Regions from separate parts of the Sus scrofa genome. Here regions 1 and 2 are each linked to region 3. A link is a contact called in public Hi-C data. All regions are on one chromosome and are shown on one strand. Each heading gives the region's core, a stretch centred on a gene start, on an enhancer-like site or on the middle of the called end of the contact. The rest is flanking DNA. Distances are from core to core; before and after follow the strand shown.

Evidence for each region. A called contact is a pair of places that touch in the nucleus more often than the background predicts.
Region 1: a Hi-C map of alveolar macrophages shows a contact between it and region 3, with 1.6 times the contacts expected there. The contact joins the promoter of BRPF1 here to the promoter of CRELD1 in region 3. A contact is called at or near these places in 2 of 5 promoter capture datasets (fetal liver and fetal skeletal muscle), 3 of 47 Hi-C or Micro-C datasets (alveolar macrophages, heart right ventricle and liver) and 2 of 2 datasets of contacts at active chromatin or transcription factors (alveolar macrophages and skeletal muscle).
Region 2: a Hi-C map of mesenteric adipose tissue shows a contact between it and region 3, with 1.9 times the contacts expected there. The contact joins the promoter of CAMK1 here to the promoter of CRELD1 in region 3. A contact is called at or near these places in 1 of 5 promoter capture datasets (liver), 2 of 47 Hi-C or Micro-C datasets (embryonic fibroblasts and mesenteric adipose tissue) and 1 of 2 datasets of contacts at active chromatin or transcription factors (alveolar macrophages).

Annotation. Positions count from the first base shown.
Region 1 is chr13:66,018,419-66,023,138 of Sscrofa11.1, forward strand. BRPF1 (peregrin) reads left to right here and starts at 2,629. Exons shown (of 12, transcript XM_021069303.1): 1 at 2,629-3,283. CPNE9 (copine-9) reads left to right here. Exons shown (of 20, transcript XM_021069296.1): 20 at 265-662. The coding sequence ends at 450.
Region 2 is chr13:66,052,351-66,056,767 of Sscrofa11.1, forward strand. CAMK1 (calcium/calmodulin dependent protein kinase I) reads right to left here and starts at 2,908. Exons shown (of 14, transcript NM_001190195.2): 1 at 2,774-2,908; 2 at 744-782; 3 at 736-741; 4 at 670-733. The coding sequence starts at 750.
Region 3 is chr13:66,192,211-66,196,593 of Sscrofa11.1, forward strand. CRELD1 (cysteine-rich with EGF-like domain protein 1) reads left to right here and starts at 2,585. Exons shown (of 12, transcript XM_001928892.5): 1 at 2,585-2,711; 2 at 3,235-3,427; 3 at 3,659-3,741. The coding sequence starts at 3,254. It overlaps IL17RC (interleukin-17 receptor C), which reads left to right. Exons shown (of 13, transcript XM_021069809.1): 12 at 1,781-2,348; 13 at 2,467-2,540. The coding sequence ends at 2,540.

The sequences.
Region 1 (4,720 bases), core at 1,379-3,878, 170 kb before region 3:
ATCCTTAGCAACAGCAGTTTCAGCTGTTCAGCAGTAGACTGCATGAAGCCAAGCTGGAGTAGGTTGAGAGTGAATAGAAGATGGGGGGAAAATAAAGTGGGTGGGGAGAAAGCAAATGTAGAAAGCTCCTGAGGATAGGAGATAGTGTGATATTTGGAAAGAGATGTTAGGGGTCAATGAGGAAGCTTCCCTACTGCCCCTTTCCTTACTCCTCTCTCTTCTGGCCACTGCCCACATCTGATTGTCTGTCTGTGCTTGTTCCAGTTCGTCCCATTCCGAGACTATGTCGACCGGTCAGGGAACCAGGTGCTAAGCATGGCCCGACTAGCCAAGGATGTGCTGGCTGAGATCCCGGAGCAGCTACTGTCCTATATGCGCACCAGGGACATCCAGCCTCGCCCTCCACCACCTGCCAACCCCAGCCCAACGCCAGCTCCAGAGCAGCCCTGAGATCGCAACTATCCATTGCCTAGCAGTCTGCCGCCTGCCCACCTACTGCTTCTGCTGAAACCCAGAGGCACCTGGAACCCTGGACGTCACTGGAGGCCAACTTGGAGGATTGGAGCTGGCTGATCAAGCCCTCTGCTCCCTCATCCAGAAGGGCCTAGCACTATCACCACCTCCCTGCCTTCATGCCAGTAATAAAGCTGATCTTTACTCCATGTCTGTCACATGGCTCTTGGGGAGGAGAGTGGGGGACCCAGGGCCTGAGGCCACACCAAGAAAAAGAGGGAGCCAAGGTCAGCCTCAGCTGTGGTTCATCCCCTTTTTTTTTTTCTTCCCCTTTTTAGGGCCAAACCCGAGGCATATGGAGGCTCCCAGGCTAGGGGTGTAATCGGAGCTACAGCTGCCAGCCTACACCACAACCACAGCAATGCGGGATCCGAGCCACGTCTGTGAGCTACACCAAGCTCACGACAACACTGGATCCTTAACCCACCGAGCAAGGCCAGGGATCAAACCCGCAACCTCATGGTTCCTAGTCAGATTCATTTTTACTGCGCCATGACGGGAACTCCCAGTTTATCCCCATTCTAACACACATTCATCTAACATTTCTTCAGATACTCTTCAAAGTGCATCTTTATGTGTGTACATTTCTCCTGAGAAGAGAAGCACATAGCTTTTATCAGATTCTCAAAGGGGTTCCTGACCTCAAAAGGGATCAGTTTTAAGATGATTCTGTATAACTCTGCTCTAATCCATCTAGCCTGAGTTATTTGAGTGAGGATAATAAAAAAGCTGATATTTTCTTTGAGTATTCACTACATATCAACACTATGTGAGAGTTCTCTTGTGGCCCAGAGGTTGAAGGACCAGCAGCAGTTTAGGTAGCTGCTATGGTGCAGGTGCAATCCCTGGCCTGGGAACTTCAACATGTCAGTGTGGCCAAAAACATCCCACTGTGCTATGTGATTTACGAGCATCGTATTATTCAATCCTCACAACAATCCTGTGAGGTAAGCACTATTTTATCTCTATTATACACATGGAACTGAGGTTCAGAGAATTTGTCATTTACTGAAGAGAACCCATCAGTTTGACTTCAGATCCCGAGATCTTAACCAGCAAATCTTTTCGTGAAGTGTCCATTTTACGAGGATGTTTGGGGGAAGATATTGAATATGTAAACACATACTTTACAGTGGATTGAATGCAAGGTTTGTATTAAGGTAAAATAGAACCTTCCAGATGATTTGGGCTTTGCCCCAGAACCCTGGAAGACCCTTTAACTCTCCTCTTTGATGGCAAAACTGGAGAGGCTCAGCCCAGGTATTGTTTAGCTAGTGGACTCTTCTTGGCACCCAAGTTCTCCGAAGCGCCCGGGAACTGACCAGTAGAGTTGTGGCACTCCGCTTTACAAATAAGCAATATGAGGTAAGAAGAATTTAACAACCTGCTCAAATTCACATATCTGCTAAGTGGCCCAGTCACATTCAAACCAGCTCTGTTTTGACACCATCTTCCAACCGGCGACCCGTAGCCATGAAGCATTTCTCCATCAAGCTACAGGGCTCCTAGCATCTGAATCCTATTATACCGTGCAAAAGCCCTTTCACACCCGACCGGCCTTCTCCACCGCCCCAATCTGGCTGCTACTTTCAAATGCACACCTTTTCTCCAGCCCTGCCCCTTTACCTTTTCCAAGCCCCGCCCATTCCCTTCAGTCTCGCTTCCGTTTTTCCCAGCTCTATTCTTTCTCCCTAAACCAGCTCCAAGTTTCAGGCCTATCCAAAACCCCGCCCTTTCTTTCCTATGGCCCACTCTTCTGTTTAGTCCCACCCTTTAACCCCCGCCCAGTTCAACCCCTATTCTCCTTACTGGGGCCTGCTTTACAGATGGCCCCGCCCACTCCCCGCAAACCCCGCCCCGTAGACTGGTTTATCCTCTTCCAGCCCCGCCCCGCCCTCACCCGTAACTCCAGGTCCCCCTTAGGCTCCAGCCCGCGTCCCTCTTGGTCCTGGCCCTGCCCCCAGCCCCGCCCCGTGGCTCCGGCCCCGCCTCGCCGCCTTCCTCGGAGACCAAGGCCAGGTCCCTACCGCAGCCGCGGCGCCAGGAGGGAGGGAGGGAGGGCTAGGGGATGGGGAGGGGGCGGGGGGGCAGGAGGCGGAGGGGGAAGGGAGAAGGGCGGGCTCCTCACGCCCAGTCCCGCGCTCACCGTCCGTGACCGCAGATTCGCTACAAACGGCCCTACCAATCCGGATCCCGAGTACTTCAATTTCAGTCTCCAGAAACTCAACTCTAAGATGGAGGTGCTAGAAGAGCACTGTGGGGTATCCAGGGGCCTTCCGAATCCTAAAGAATGGCCTCTCGAGCCTCAGCGGGCGGGAGGGGATCTGTGGCGAAAGTGCAGGTCGGCAGCGCCGCGGCTACGCATTTACCCTGCGCAGACGCCGTCGCCGCCGCTGCTGCCGCCGCCGCTGCCACTGCCTTTGCCGCCACCGTCTCTGCTGCCGCCGTCCCCGCGTTGCCTCCGGGAACCTCTTTTGTTCCAGCAGCGTCGGGTCCCGAGGCCAGGCAACCTAGGGGTTCTCGAAAGGGGCGGCGGCCGCCGGAATTGAGACACCCGGGCGCCGGCGGGACTGGGAGCGGCAGGGGTCAGCGCGGGAATCCCAGGGAGCCGGACCAGAGCGTGGGGCGGCAGGGGGCCGGGGTGGCGAGGTCTGCAGTCTCTGGAGTTGGGGCTTCCCCTCCCCGGCCCGTCTTTCCCCGCTGGCCTCCCCAAGTGGGGTCGGAGCCCCGGCGGGCGCCCCCGGCGATGAGCCCGGACTCGAGGTGGCCGGTGAGTGCGAGCCTGGGACCCGGGCGGGAGTGGCCAGCCGGGAAGGGGTAGGCTGCTTTCGTGGGGCGCGCACCGGGCTCCCCGGCCCGAGTGCCCTCGGGCCACTCCAGCCCGGAGAACTGACAGAGCGTTCGCTTCCAGCCGGCAACCCGAGGTAACAGTGTATCCTCCGGGGCTGCCTAGGGCTGCCTGGGCCAATGGCAGGAGGGGAACCTTGTTTAACTTGTTACACTTCGACAAAGGGGAAACGTCGCCGCATCCGGGAGAGGGCTGCGGGCACCGCCTGGGCCTGGCCTGATCCCTCTGGCCTCCGCCCCCTACTTCCTCCAGCCCCCTGAGCGCCTGGGGCAGATACCGCCGCCAAACCCCTGAGCCTGGGGCCCTCCCCAGGGGCTTTCAGGTCTAAGTTCCCGAGTCTCTTCACTGTGTTTCTGCTGCTGAGTCCCAGCGGGACATTTGTCGGAGCTCTGTGCTACTTGGGGAACCTGGGCAGCAGAGCTGCAGCGTTCACCAGGGACCCATCATTGAAAGAGGAGAGCTTGTTTGTGCTTCGATTGGTTTGTGTTTAAAGACAGCTACAGGTAGGAAGTAGGAGCGAGTTGAAGGAGTAGTTTAACTGATAAGGCAGTCAGAGGCTTTGACAGAGGCTGGAGCAGCTCACTAGCTTGGTTAGGTCGCAGAGAGGAGCCAAGAGGTATAACTATTAGTGAGGGAGCTCAGGGTGGCTTTACTTGGAATGATGCCAAGCCCATAGTTAAATTGTTGGACTCAGCTAGGCCTGGAGAAATTGGGGCAGTCTCTGACCAAGCTGGGCTTCCTGAGGGCTAGTGCCATCTGCTGTCTCCGCTCACCCAGGAACATTGGAGAGGAGGAAGGGAGGGTTCTGAGGACCAGCATGGAGTTGAGTGTGCCTGGACTGTCATGTCCCTGTTTGTACCCTTAGAGCCCAGTACCACTCCCAGGGCCAGGGCATAGGTTTAGCCTAAAGACCTCAGCAATGAACTAATTCTATGATCCAGTGGTTTCTGCTGGAGTCCAGGGCCCAAATCATTGGCTACCCATTCAAACTTCTGCATGGGAAGATACTAGTTTCATCCATCTCTCTCGGCTCCAGACCTGGTGGTTCCCTCATTTAGCTATTCATTCAACAGGTCATTTATTCATTTGCCAAAACTACACTACATGCTAGGTACTGGGGACATAGAGGTGGGTAGATTCTAGGGTTTGCATCGCACAGCTCCCAGTCTAGTAGGAGAGGCAGAGAACTTCCAATGTGATGAGTTCCTTGGTGGAGGTGAGGATGAAATGTGGAAACAGCTCCGCATGGGAGAGACAAAGTCCTAACAGAAGTTACATTTGAGCCACATTTTGAAGAATGAGTTGGAGCTCACTAATCAGAGAGGATGGAAGTCATTCTAAATAGAGATTCTCTTGCAG
Region 2 (4,417 bases), core at 1,658-4,157, 140 kb before region 3:
ACTCTACCTCTTTCCATACACAACATGCCTTTGAGCCTTTGCTTATGCTAATTCCTTCTGCCTGGAATACCTTCTCTTTCTCTGACAAGTACACTCCTACCCATCCTTTCAGTCCCCAGCTCTCAGGCCCCTTCTCCAGAAAGTTTATCCCCACACAGAAGTCTCTGCTCTCTCTGGGCTCAACAAAGTCCTCATTCATGACTTTAGCTGGAGCAGAGCACACACCTGTTGTCATCTTACGTGGGTCTGTCTCCCTCACATGTTTGGGATCAATGTGAGGGGCAAAGATCAGGTTTGAGTTATTTCTGGATTCCCACCATTGTGGGCAGCCATGCCCAGCCTCAGTTCTAAAACCTAGGTTAGAACCCCCAGTTCTTGGCAGCAAGTTTGAAAAAGTGGCTCCTTCATTCTCATCACAGGAACCTAGAACTCTGGCAAGAGCCGCCTCAGTTCCCACCCACCGTCAGCCAGAAGTGAAAAGCCAAGGCCAGTCTGGGCCAGGCAATGCTACCATAGGGCCTGGGCTGCAAGAAACAGGAAGCAGTGATCAACTGGCCAGAGGAAGCACCGCCCTGGCCTCAGCCCCTCCAGGCCCAGGGGTAAGGGCCTTCCCAACCCCACCTCCCATCTCAGGGACAGCCGCCCCTTCACTCCCACCCTGAGACTCACGTTCCTAGAACATCACGGAAGTCGTAAATGTCTCTAATATCCTCCGCCTGCTTCCAGGTGGGGCTTCCACTGCCCCGGCATGGTCCACTGCCCCCCAACCACAGCCAGGGCTCCTAGGAAGGAGAATGGAAGAAGACTCAGTGGGGCCCCCATCTTTGTAGGAACTTGCTTGGGGGCTCCTGTTCAGTCACTCAGCCCACACTGAATCATTCCTTGATCATTCATTAGACAAAGTCATTCAGCAAACATTCATTCACAGCCATTTGTTCTTTCAACACCTATGCAGCACGCCCTATGCTTAGAGGAAAATCCCTCAGGGTGGCAGCAAAATTCTTTATTCAACAAAGTCACTCATTCATTCATTAATTCAGCTCACCTCCCAGTTTCTCCCTCTCTAAATCCAAACGCTTAGGGGCACACTGATCTCTGGGAGAAGTGCAGAGAAGACCCCAGAGCAGCTTGTAGAAACGCACTGCCCTGGAGGATCCCCTTGTCCCAGAACCAGTGATGTCCCAGCCCCACCCTCAGAATTGCTGGGGTGTCTCCTCTCCCTCCCCCTTCTCCCTGCCAGGCCTCTTGGAAATCAGGTTTCCGGCAGCCTGGGCTTCCAGCAATATCTCTGCCACGTTTTTTAAATAGCTCCTTCCACACTGTTACCACAGCAACAGCAGCCACAGCTGGAGCTCCCCAGGCCTCTTATTACCCCCTCTCCCTTCTGACTCCCCATCTGGATCCCAGCAACCTGAGAAATTGTCCCACCCAACCTGTCCCTTCCTGGCTTCATCTCATCCTGATCCAGCCTATACTTTTCACCACTGAGACCTCACCACCACGGAGACTCTAACCAGTAGTAGAGGGTGAGCTCTCCCCATTTATCAGATGAAGAATGGGGAGACGAAGGTTGGTGATGGATAGGGTTTGGATCCAGAGTTGCTCAATGACCCCTAGCTGGGCCCCAGCAAAGACTGCTGGAGGCAAAGACCTAGGAAGGCACTGCAGCCAGACTAGGACCCATCCAGAGAACACAGCCTCTCAATCCCATCCCAGGTCCACAGAGAGTGAAGCCAAAACAGAGCTCAGTGTACTGTGTGTCCTCAGGGAGGGCCCTTTCCTTCTCTTTTTCCTCCATGGGAAAAAATGAGGGGAAGGTGCCCTGATTAGAGCTCCTAGTGTGGGATTCCACTCTTTGGATGGGACATGTTCCCAAGGGGGCCTGGCCACCAATCCCAAGGGGCAGAAACTTCTAGGAAAGGAGACTTGGTGGTAAGCTGTAGAGGCAGAATTTTAAACCCACCTGGAAGCCTGGCAGATATGAACCTCACAGTTTCACATCAAAAGCCACCCACACCCCTGAACCCAAACACCTGCCTCCAGCACACGCCATCCCCAGTTACTCTGACACTTGATCACACATGTACACCCGGACGTCAGCACACACATCCAAACACACACTCCCCCAGACATCCTCACACCCAAACATCCCTCTCATACCCCAAAACACACATCCATACACACCTTGATGACACCCAGACAGGCAGACACACACACTCACCTGTATACCAGACATCCCAGATTCATTCATACCTTTATCCTAGAAGCTCTTCAACTGCAAATCCTTATACTCCTAACTCCAAACATGGTCAGCACACAACTGTATACGTCCCCAACTCTGACTTACTGCCCTTTTGAGCTGGATACCAGCACACCACAACACCTGGACATATATCTGCAACAAAAGCACTGACTCCCAGACATCCGCACGGATACCCTTATACACCAACATGCTGCAACTTCATATCTGAAGCCCCTTGCCAAAGCTAAGTCACTCTCATATCCCAACACATCCATACCTCCAAATGCCCAGTCCTTCCACATTCAGGCCCAGCTGAAGGCAGACACGCACGCACACACATCCCTTCCCCACCTTCCTCTTTTACCCACTCAGTTTCCCACCGGCACCTGCTGGGCCTGGGGCAGAGGTTGGGGAGTGAGGCCCGGCCCTGCCCATCTAGAGTCCGGCACGCCCGGGCTCCCCTTTCCATCCTTGGGGGAGGGTATCCAGCGGCTGCGCCCAGGGTCGGGCGGCGCGGCTTTGGGCTTGTACCTGCGGCTGCCCCGCCGCGGGGCTGGCTGGGAGGCCGGAGGTGCCTGGTGCTGGGCTCTGGCCGCTGGCCGCTGGCCGCCGTCCGCCGCCCGCCGCTGCTGCGCGCCTGGCCCCGCCGCCGGCTCTCTCGCTGGGGCTTGGTTCGGACTCGGCTGGCTCCCTCCGCCCGCCTGCGGCTCTGATGTCAGTGGAGGAGGAGCCTGCGACGGAGGGACTGGGGACTGGGAGGTGAGGCTCCGCTCCCGGGCTGGGAAAGGGGCGAGAGGTCAGGAGTTAACAGCGGCCGCCCTTCGTGCAGGTCAGATCCTCCGCTGGGTTCTTTTCATCCTTCGTCATCAGGCTGGGTCCCCGTTTCACAGTAGGAACAACTGAGGCACAGAGAGATGAAGCGCTCAAAGTCAGTTGGTCAGAAGCAGAGTCGAATTCGAACACAAGTCTGTCTGATGCCGGAAGCTGGCCATTTTCGCCCTATCTCTAGGAGTTTCTTTCAGACCAGTTCTGGGAGCTCCCTTAGGGTTGGGCGCTGTCCTACTCTCCCTGCCCCTGTCCGCCCCTGGGAATTAGGCCCAGGGAAGAGCTCTAGAGACTGAGAGGAGTGGAGGCCTGGGGCCGTTCGGAAAGGACAAGGCAAGGGTAGGTGATGAAGAGAATTGAGACAGTCTTAGGGTGGGGATCCCATTTGACTTGCGGGAAAACTGAGGTCCCTCTCTGAGGCAGAGCTAAGGCTCTAATTCTCCACACCTGCAGAGCTGATGCTCTAATTCCCTACACCTGCGGGCCAGATCGGGTGTGGTGCCCAGAGGGACTGGGGCGGGGAGGGAAGGGGGAGGGGGGAGAGTTAAATCTGGATCCTCGTGGAAGCGGGCCAAAGAGGACCACGTGACTGGGCTGGCGCCAGCGGCCTTTGGCTCAGGGCCAGGTTGGGAGAGGAAGCCCAAAACCGCTCTGGGGCGGCGGGCAAGGGGCCAAAAGACCTGGTCTGTGTCCTCTTGAGCAAGGCCTTCCTTGGGGAGAAGGGACTGAGGGAGCAACTCCCAGAAAGAAGGGGTGGGGCTGGACTGGAGCCAGCCGGAGGAGGCACGTTTCTGGGGACCCCCCACTCCACCTCATGGCCGCTCCTCAATCTTGAATTCCTGCATTTTACAGCTGCAGATAGGGAGAGGACAATGCTTAGCTCAATCTCATTTTCAATTGGCTTTTCCCTGTCTTAACCTCAGGACTGTGTCCGAAGGTGGTCAGGTTATTGTGCCCATTCTACAATGAGAGAGGAAGAGGTTCCTAGAAAGGCTTTAGAGACTAACTTTTCTGAGTCACACTTTACCTCTCTTAGCCTCAATTTCTTCATTTGGAATATGGAATATTGATGACTGACTCAGAATTTTCCTGAGAATTCTGTGGGATAATGGATGTGACGTGCCTGGAGTACCACCGGGGTTCAAAATATGACAGCTAGACTTACTTTAGGGTAAACTGAGGTTCAGAGAAGGAACCTGTTTTTTCTGGGGTCAGGGGACTAAGGAGCAATTCCCCTCCCTCAGATCTCCTTGCCTTTGGTTGGATTCTTTCACATGTCAGGTAATAGAATCCGAAACTAAACCAGCTTCACCAAAGAGGAACCAATGGCTCATAATAGCTGAGGCAAGA
Region 3 (4,383 bases), core at 1,335-3,834:
CTGGAGCTGAACTCTGAGTTAGGTGAAAAGGGTAGAGATGGCTTTTTGTGAAGACTATGGGATGGTTTTTTGAGGAATTCCAAGGTGGCCAGGGTGGCTGGAGGATATTGGGAGGCAAGCTTCTGTCATGAGATGAGGATCCAAGGGCCACCTACGGCCTTGGGAGCCAATGTAAGCAATTTGGATGTTAAGAGTAGCAGGGAGTTCCCGTCGTGGTACAGTGGTTAACGAATCCGACTAGGAACCATGAGGTTGCGGGTTCGGTCCCTGCCCTTGCTCAGTGGGTTAACGATCCAGCGTCGCCGTGAGCTGTGGTGTAGGTTGCAGACGCGGCTCGGATCCCGCGTTGCTGTGGCTCTGGCGTAGGCTGGTGGCTACAGCTCCGATTCAACCCTTAGCCTGGGAACCTCCATATGCCGTGGGAGCGGCCCAAGAAATAGCAACAACAACAACAACAACAAAAAAAAAAGACAAAAGACAAAAAAAAAAAAAAAAAAAAAAAAAAAAGAGTAGCAGGAACTTCCTGAGAGGCTATAATCATTTTTGTTTTGTTTTGTTTTGTTTTTTGGCCACGTCCACAATATGTGGAAGTTCCCAGACCAGGGATCTAACACGAAGCACAGTAGCAACCCAATCTGTTGCAGTGACAATGTGGGAGCCTTAACCTCTTGCACCACAAGAGAACTCCTCAAATTTGTATTTTAAAAAGCTCTCTGGGAAAAAAAAATAGATAGATAGATAGATAGATAGATAGATAGATAGTAATAAAAAGATCTCTGGGCTGCCATGTGGTAATGAATTAGGGGCAAAAAAAAAAAAAAAAAAAAGAGAGAGAGATCAGGGGAGTTCCTGCTGTGGCACAACAGGATTTGTGGTGTCTCTGCAGCACTAGGATGAAGGTTCAATTCCTGGCCTGGCACAGTGGGTTAAAGGACCTGGCGTTGCCACAGTTGTGGCATAGGTCACAACTGCAGCTGGGATCTGATCCCTGGCTCAGGAACAACATATGCCGAGGGGTGGCCAAAAAAAAAAGAAAGAAAAAAAGATCAGGGACACCAGTTAGAAGGCTGCTGCAGTCATCCAAGAGAGTGAGGTCATGGTCAAGCAACCAGAGGCTTAGGGGCAGTAACATTAGCTGATACTTGAGCACTTACTATGCCCAGCATTGCGTTCAGTGCTTTATTTATATTAATACATGTAGTTCTCACAATAATCTTAGGAAGTAGATACAATTGTTATTTCAGTTTTACAGAGGTGAAATGAGACAGAAAGTGAAGTCATTTAGTCAAAGTCACACACAACATCTATGTATGATCTTTGTTCATACACTGGCTCTGACCCTATGAGCTGTGGAGTTGGGGTAAATCACATTCTCTGAGCCTCAGTTTTCTCCATCATGAAGTGGGGGGCCTCTAACAAGCCTGTCTTCTCCCCTGGGTCTCCTAGACACCCACCAGCGCTGGGCCCTGGTGTGGCTGGCCTGCTTACTTTTTGCCGCTGTGCTTTTCCTTCTCCTCCTTGTCAAAAAGGACCACGTGAAAGGTGAGCGATTCCCCAGGGGCTGGACTCCTCAAGTGGGCCTGGGAGCTGGCCAGGAGAAGGCGGCAGCTGGGCTCACCAGCTGCCTCCGCTCCTCTCCCCTAACAGGGTGGCTGAGGCTCTTGAAGGAGGACGGTCTTGAAGGGGGTGAGTGTGAGCCAGAGCCGCGGGTGGCGGCCCCCGGGCAGACCGGGCCTCCGGCCAGCTCATGTCTCCCCTCCCACTCTGTTTTATCCTGCAGCGGCTGCCGCCAGGAGCCGAGTGGCTTTGCTCCTCTACTCCCCGACGACGCAGGCTTCGAGCGCCTCGTGGCGCCCTGGCGTCAGCGCTGTGTCAGCTGCCGCTGCGCGTGGCCGTGGACCTGTGGAGCCGCCGCGAACTGAGCGCACAGGGGCCCCTGGCCTGGTTCCACGCGCAGCGGCGCCAGACCCTCCAGGAAGGCGGCGTGGTGGTCCTGCTCTTCTCGCCAGGGGCCGTGGCCATGTGCCACGAGTGGCTGCAGGATGCGGCGTCAGCGCCCGGGGCACACGGCCCGCACGACGCCTTCACCGCCTCGCTCAGCTGCGTGCTGCCAGACTTCTTGCAGGGCCGGGCACCCGGCCGCTACATCGGGGCCTACTTCGACAGACTGCTGCCCCCGGACGCCGTGCCCGCCCTGTTCCGCAGCGTGCCGGTCTTCTCACTGCCCTCACAGCTGCCCGACTTCCTGGGACCCTACAGGGGCCCGGCGCCCTCCGCTCGAGGCGGCTCGCGGAGAGAGCGGATCAAGTGTCCCGGGCCCTGCAGCCCGCCCTGGACAGCTGCTTCTGGTCACAGGAGACCGCGGGGACGGGAAGCGGGATGGGGCCAGAGGCAGGGGACAGGACTTGAATAAAGGCAGGAGCTATTTTTCTACTCATGTCTCCCACGCGTGTCTCTGTAACCCAGCGGCAAATCAGGACTGCCGCGCTCAACCGGTATCCCCGCGGCCCTTTAACAACCCCGACAGGTGCAGCCCGTAGACGCTTCTGGTTGGCTGGCATAGGGTGACGCAATGGCACTTGGCCCACCACTATTGGCTGTGGCGCGGGTTCCGCCCTCACAACTGCGGAGCCAGCGGAGGGTGCACGTCTTACGCAGCGGGCGGCAGCGGCGGCGTTGGGGAGGCTGAGCTGTTGGCGCCTGCGGGCTGGGTGGGTCGTCTTTTTCTCTCTCACAGCCTTCCTGGATCTGGATCCTTCCTTGCCCGCTCGTGGGCCGTGCCTCTGGCCTTTGCAGGCCTCGAACCTGACCTTTTCTCTTCATATCCGGATCCAGGCTCCTCCCCAGCCCCCAACCGGGGTTCCGGACTTCTCCTCCCAAGAACGTCCATCACTGGCGTCCTCTCCCCCAGTGCTTTGGAATCTGACCTTTTTTCCCTAATATCGCTGATCCGGCCCCTGGGAACCACATTCAGACCCTAAAACAACAGTCTGACTCCTATCCTCTTGCCAAGGATCCAAGCCACCTCCCCCCACGGTGACAGGATAACTTATTCCCACCCTGGAATTGCAGAATAGCGTCCTTTCCCCAACCATCTCCTTTCCCTCGGCCTTACCCCAGTCTAGCCTTCTTTTTAACAGATCTGGGGTCCGAGACCCACAGCACCTCAGAACCCACCCTTTTCTTTCTCATTTGGCTCCTCCAGCGAACCTTCTCCATGTCGTCTATCTACAGGTACCCAGTCTGGGAAAAGATGGCCCCACGGCCACCGAAGGGCCTAGCCCCAGCTCTGCTCTGGGTCCTGAGCCTTTTCATTGGCCTCCCAAGCCCAGTTTTGGTTCAGCCCTCTCCTCCTCCCCAATCTTCTCCCCCTACTGAACCTCATCCATGTCATACCTGCCGGGGACTGGTGGACAGCTTCTACAAGGTGGGTGCACCAGTGTAATGGGAGGGGTCCAGCTACTATGGCATAGGGGTTGAGGTCTGGGCACTCTGGAATACAAGTCTTCATGAAGTCAAGTTACGGTTTGGTTACTCACTGGTTGTATGGTCTTGAGCAAATTGCCTCTCGGTGTCCCAGTTTCCTTGTCAATGAAATACAAATGTTAGAATGTGCCAGGCACTTTACATAGCTATTCCCAACTTCCTCCATTTCCAGGGCCTGGAGAGAACCATCCGGGACAACTTTGGAGGCGGAAACACTGCCTGGGAGGAAGAGAAGTTATCCAAATACAAAGACAGGTAAGGAGGAGGCTGGAGGGGCGGGTTTATATACCTCACATCCCAATCTCTGCTCTGCTAGTGGAGGCCTGGAGACAGTTGGGGAGCACTTATTCAGCAAATATCACTGAATATCTGTAGGACAGCACTAAACAAAACAGGGAACATCCCTTCTTCAAGGAGCTTACATTCTAGTAGAGGATACAGACAGTGAATAAGTAAATAAAAAATGTCAAATCAGGGGAAGAACAATAAAACAGGGTGGACAACAGAATGGTGCTCAACACATGACATTCAAACAGAGACCCACGATGAAGAAGCAAACTGTGTAACAATCAGGAAAGGATTTGGACAGTCAGTGAGACTGACTTGGTGTATATGAGAGGTGGCTGAATTTGGAGTGAGCAGAAAGGAGAATAGTGGAAGGTGAAGACAGAGGGTCTTGAGGGCCACAAAAAGGAGTTTAGATTTCATTCTGAGTGTGGTAAAAAGTCATTGGAGGAGTTCCTGTCGTGGTGCAGTGGTTAACAGATCTGACTAGGAACCATGAGGTTGCAGGTTCGATCCCTGGCCTTGATCAGTGGGTTAAGAATCTGGCGTTGCCGTGAGCTGTGGTGTAGGTCGCAGACTTGGCTCAGATCCCGACTTGCTATGGCTCTGGCA